Regions from separate parts of the Mus musculus genome. Here region 2 is linked to region 1. A link is a contact called in public HiChIP or PLAC-seq data. All regions are on one chromosome and are shown on one strand. The core of a region is the stretch at or near the end of the contact, and the rest is flanking DNA. Distances in the headings are between cores, read along the strand shown. Region 1 overlaps Gm36565 (a long non-coding RNA gene). Region 2 has its middle 75 kb from the start of n-TDgtc10.

Region 1 (2,924 bases), core at 210-2,709:
AGGATGTGATGAACAAAGGCAGATAGGCTGAGCAAACAATGACTTCACTCTGTATCAGAGTGGTCAGGCACTCAGGCCTCTGCGGGCTCTTTCTAATTCACATGAAAGGCCACAGAGGGGCAGGGTGCTGTGCTGAATGTCTGCCCAATCAACTGAGGCAAACCTAAGGGCTCCCAACTCAGGGCCCCTTTCATCGGGATTCCTGGAGAGCCACTAGCCCACACAGCCTTTCAACATCCTCATCTGGGGCTCTCCCATGGGCCCTCGCCTCCATTGTGGTGCCAAACACCTCAGCTCTTCAACACCCCTCAATTTTATTTTCTTACTGAACACCAACATGGGGAAACAAAGGAATCACAAAAGTGAAACAGCACAGGGAGGGCCACAGAAGGCAGAGGAAGCAAGGACGGTGTGGACAACCCCATCAGAGTGCAATCGAGAAAGAGCTGCCCAGCTATGAGGATATACAGAGCAGTGTGAACATGTTGTCCTTCGAACCACCATGGGACCTGGTTTCATAGCTGTCAACTTGGGGCTGGGTCCTGGACAGTCTGGAACAGCCCCTTGAGCCCCACCAAAGCTGATCCCTTCCAAAGTCCTCCAGCACTTGGCAGAGAGCTCCAAATGAAGATGGCGGCTCACACACTTCCATATCCACCCAGCAAGGCACATGTTCCTACGGAACTTCCAGAAGTCCAGCCAAGTTAGAAAGCCAAGCACAGAAGATATCGAAGTGAAGGAGCCACATCCAGTTCACTGCAATTAGCACTGCAGTTTAACCAGATCACTGGGACCATGCAGGGTGGATACAGCCTTCCCAAATGATGGTGACCATCACAGGGACAGGGTTCTGCTCCTCCCTCTCTCTTAACACCGACCAACCTCCTCTAAAAAGGGGCCAAGCTACAGACACATGCACTGCAATGCAATTGCCCAGAAGTACTGACCCCACTTCTGGGGCCTCATTCCTGCTGCCAAGACTAAAATAACCACAAAACCCCTATGCCTGCTGAACTTAGGGCAAATAAGGGCACCAAAGAACTAGTTCCAACCCTGTAGATTGCTACAGGAAAAAGATTTGAATGCTTTGTCTTAAAGCACTTTAATTAAGGTTGGTGGTAGGCTAGACTACTGTCTCTGTTTCCACTGAGCCTAAGATTGCTCTGAACTTGCCCACAATCAAGTCCCTCCATGAGTCTGACCATGTATCCATGTCTATCTACGTGTGCTCCCTCTATTGCACTAGCCTTGACCTGCTTGCAATTCCAGTCAAAACCTATCCATTTGGGTGAGTCTCACTTCGCCCTCCAGATGTTTACCGTGGGTGGTCACTGCTATTGCCAAGACAACCACACTGTCACAGGCCATTCAGATATTGACGCGTCAGACGTGTTCTACTGCATGGTGAATCAACATTCTCTGTTTCTGAAACAAAGTGAGGAAATAGAATATCAGAAACTGCTAAAGTGCAGAAGGACGGAGAGGATGTCTGAGAGCTGACTCACACTGCTTTCATTCACTGTGGAACAGACCTACATTAACCCTGTGATGCCAACTCAGAACTAACCACTTCAGCTGCAGGAGCAGGTTTTGATGGGGATTTAAGAGCCAGAACAAAGCATCATAAAAGAGGGAGTGCTACAACCCACTAACCAGTCTCAAGGCAATACAGTGATCCCAACAGGCCTGATGATGATGGACCCCTGTAATGTCTGATAAAATCACTCTTGTAGACAAATCTTACATCACTACTGTGATGGCCCCTGGATCTGGAAGATTAAAGAGAGATCCCCACAGACACATTTCATGAAGGAGGAGGAGGAGGGGAGGGGAGGGGGAGAGGGGAGGGGAGGGGAGGGGGAAGAGGAGAGAAAGGGGGAGGGGGAGAGAAATGGGGGAGAGGGAGGAGGAGAGGGGGAAGGATAGGGGAGAGGATGGGGGGAGGGGGAGGGGAAGAGGAAGAGGGGGAGGGGAAGAGGAAGAGGGAGAGGAGGGGGAGAGGGAGAGGGAGGGGAGGGGGAGAGGGAGAGGGAGGGGAGGGGGAGAGGGAGAAGGGGAAGAAGGGGATGAAGAAGAGGCATCCTTCCCTGAGATCAGAGGCAGAGCTACAAATCCTTAACATTAGGGCACATCTGATTCAAACTCAGGATTCTTTACCAAATAACAGGTGCCTGTCCAGTGAAGGAGCAAATGCACCCATCCACACCTGCTGTGCTCTACTGTTTCGGGGATGCTGTTCCATGGCCTCTCTCACTATTCCACCAAGTAGTCTGACAAGTTCTTTACCTGAAATACTACTCACTCTGGTCTTTGGCAGGTCAAACATAAGTATTGACTGTGTTTAGTATATGGGGAAATCAAGAGTCAGACCATTGTCAGACCATAAGGTGAGCAAAAGAAAGAGGAACCGAGGCCACATGTCACTGCCAAACAAAATTCATGGAGGACAGAACACTACTGTACTATACCTGGTCCTCTGCTTCATGCTGGAAACTGCCATGGCTGGAGGTAACAATTAAAGGCCTGTGAAACTGAAAAAACTAAAGGAACTGATGCTCTTCTGGAGGCAAGGAAGGGAACCAAGGATTTTGTTCTGGGCTGGTTTCCTTCTCACACATTATTCCAATGGGGTCACAAAGCTGAGTTTTGTAGGCCCTAGGAAATGTTTGATTCCACACTGGCAGTCTCTAGCCACACAGCCTAATCTCACTCTACATCTCCTATAAACCCACAAATCTCAGGGGTCCCATTTCTATGGTTCCCAGAACCACCAAGAGTTCCCTTCTCCCTATGAGTGGATGCGGGAGAGACTTGAGGTGACAGTGAGAAAGGAAGACACAGAACCTGGGAAGACTGCAAGCCACGGGCTTTCCAAACACACACAACCTCAGTGAGCTCTGCCTTGAATGGCACTTGGAGTCTCA
Region 2 (2,924 bases), core at 118-2,617, 560 kb before region 1:
TTTGAGGCCTGCAGCTGACACCTCTGCTTTGCTGTAACCAAGTACTTTATGTTTCAGTCAATATATCTGAAATAGGCCTTGATTTATGATCTTTTTTGTTCTGTTACTGTAAACAATTCATGGAGTAGTTGGAAGAGGAATTTGAGGAGACTTAAATTTGTTTTCCCAGGCCATAGTCACTTGCATTTGTCTCTAGAATAAGCTACTTCTGGTTCCTTTGGGGGTTAGAGCTGTGTTTTATGATGATGTTAATCCCAAAGATGGGAGGAGAAGTACCATAGACCCAAATCATCATGGCCAAATTAATTAAAGGAAGCAAATAATTACAGCAAGCTTTTTTATTCCTGTGTACTTGTGCTGCCTCCCCCGAAGGTAGGGTTTAAGAGGTGGATATTGGACATAGGTGAGATAAGGGATAGGGAATTTCCAAATGGTGCTTCGGGAAATATGCATGGTTTCAGGAACATCATGGCAAGGTGGTCATAGTGAGAGAGTCATAACAAGGCAGTCATAACAACTTATGAAAGAAAGTTAGAGTTGCAAGAAACAAAGCCCAAATTGCTGTACAGAATCATTCATTTATAATTAAGGTTGCAGGTAGGGCCTAGCCCAATCCATGAGAAACAGAGATTCAGTCATAAACAAGAATGAATCTATTTTGTCTTTTCTATACGGTGGTTTTCTAGCCTAAGATGGTTGCTGGCTGATTCATCATTACAAACATTCTGTCTCATTACTGAATCTCTGCAATTCCATTAAAGAATATCTTACATATTTAGGTTTTATATACTGCAGATTTTTCTTCAGATGTGGAAGAGTTTGCTTACATATGTATTTGCCTGTATACACTTACCTATGTATGTTTGTATTATACTACCACTTCCTCTCATGTCTCCTCTCTACACATACAGCTGATTTTAGCTGCTTTATGTAGGCGACTTTCCTTACAAACCACAAATAGAGACTTATCTAAGGACACTCTTTTTTTCTCTGTTGCACAATACCAATAGGTATTACTTATATTAACATAAGAGATTAAGATATTTCTAAAGATACTATAGAAAGCACAGCTACATTTGACAATATGATGTACAGTCTGTGATCTCATAATTCATTCAGAGGGAAAAATAAACACAAGACAAGAAAAGGAAAGCAATTCACAAAGTGAGCAGTTTAGAAGCCAGTTCTAACCACCTTTGTCCTTCCCCTAGATGTATGATGTGATGGATGTGCCAGTCTTTACTTAACAAAAGAAGGCTCTGACAAATGATTAATCACTGATAAGGAAATCATTTGGAAGTGAGACCTGAGATTGCCCCACGATGTTGTTCTACATTCTTGTCTCATTAGACAACCAAGGACAACAGGGCTTGGCTGACAAGTACATCACCTCCTTCCACCCAGAAAACCATAGTCAGATTCTGAACCTCATGTTGCCACACCCTCTGCAAAGGCCTTAAAGGTTTCCTTGCATGTTTTCTTCTCCTCCATTATCAAAATATCTGCTCTTTCCTCATGAGTCATTTTACATTGAAAGTATAATGTAAAAACAAAATTCTAGGCCTTTAGGCCCAGGCTTGGGAATGTGACCTCTATGACTTAATGCTCCAAGGTATGCTAATCATAAAACAGATAGCGACATTCCTCCACCCACCTGTTTCCTGGGTTCAAAGAGTGTTCATTCAAAGAAAGTCACCCTGACCATTGCCAGAACCTGCTATGCTAATGTGCTATTGTTAGGGGCTCTTAGAAACTCTCTTGAGAGATAACCTGCACAATTACCAGGTATTCCTTATGACTCTTGTGACTTTGCACTTCCTTGGGACTCTTAACTGGTATCTTTGGTATTTTCCAACAACGCCCTCCCCACTTCCTTGAGTTGTGGTTTCTTCCTTTAAATACTCCTTTACCCAGCTACTCAGGGCACCATGGTCCTCTACCCCTGCATGGTGTATGACCGTGGGCCTGAGAGCGCTCTTGAATAAAAAGAAAATCCTCTTGCAGTTTGCAGCAAGACTGTTGCTTGTGAGTGATTTGGGGTGTCACCTCTCCTGAGTCAGAACGTGGGGGAGTCCTCACGTTGTGGGTCTTTCAACATCTAATCCATTATGATAGAAGATGTTGGATATGAAGAAAAAGCATTTGAAATTCTTATTGCTCTTCTCAAGTTGTTTTCAACAGAAATATCTATATACTATTATCGTTTATCTGTGGTAGATAAAACAATGGGAGGAATCAGCTTGAGAAAACACATAAGACAAGGCAAGAGTAGAAGGTGAAGGACTGTGTTTAGGTGAGGGACTCTTGAAACACATAAAAACATTACTGTTTTATAAAGGTAAGCTGGTTATAAAGAGGAAAGGAATAAAAGGTTACAGGTAAAAGAAGACTTAAGTAAATATGTGATTCTTACATAGGAAAGGGGGTTTGGTGATGATCTAGGCAAGCAAACGTGCTGGGATAACTTGGGACCCAGGTTCAGAAGCAGTGAGGCAACTCTACCTCTCATGATGTCCACAGAGACTTTGAGATGTCTATTGCTCTCATTTAGTTTTTGTTTTTAAACATAGTCATCCCTAGTGAGATCCACAAAACAATGCTTATAATTTATTTGAGCTGAGCAGTTCACTGACTCTGATTCTCTATGCATTAATCAGTTATGGGTCTCTGTATTCTCACCCTCTACTGTAAAAAGAACCTTCTCCAATGAAGGCAAAAAATACACTAACTGTGAGGAGCGGGTGTGGCGGCAGTCCCAAAGGCGCCAGGGACAGAGATATCATGAGCCTCTAGATTTCAAAGTAATCAGGAATTTTGCTGAGTCCGTGCAGACGTACAGCTTAACTGCCTCCTATACTGTGGCTCAAGTAGAGGCCTTGAATAGACACTGCATGACGCTGTCCGATTGGGCAGGCTTAGTGAAG

What was found. HiChIP or PLAC-seq counts read pairs in DNA pulled down with a chosen protein or histone mark.
Region 2: a FOXA1 HiChIP or PLAC-seq map of pancreatic cancer cells shows a contact between it and region 1. The contact joins two enhancer-like sites. A contact is called at or near these places in 1 of 115 datasets of contacts at active chromatin or transcription factors (pancreatic cancer cells) and 1 of 9 other capture datasets (embryonic stem cells).

The regions. Positions count from the first base shown.
Region 1 is chr11:7,236,421-7,239,344 of GRCm38.p6, reverse strand. Gm36565 (a long non-coding RNA gene) reads right to left here. Exons shown (of 5, transcript XR_872239.3): 3 at 1,320-1,425. Among named protein-coding and RNA genes, the nearest start is that of Gm36565, 21 kb to the right of the region's middle. Within about 2 kb of position 1,459, at least 57 of the 459 cell types and tissues checked have an H3K27ac peak or open chromatin away from gene starts, as enhancers often do. A contact at or near this core is called in pancreatic cancer cells, where this site is marked.
Region 2 is chr11:7,792,869-7,795,792 of GRCm38.p6, reverse strand. No RefSeq gene overlaps it. Among named protein-coding and RNA genes, the nearest start is that of n-TDgtc10, 75 kb to the left of the region's middle. Within about 2 kb of position 1,367, at least 13 of the 459 cell types and tissues checked have an H3K27ac peak or open chromatin away from gene starts, as enhancers often do. A contact at or near this core is called in pancreatic cancer cells, where this site is marked.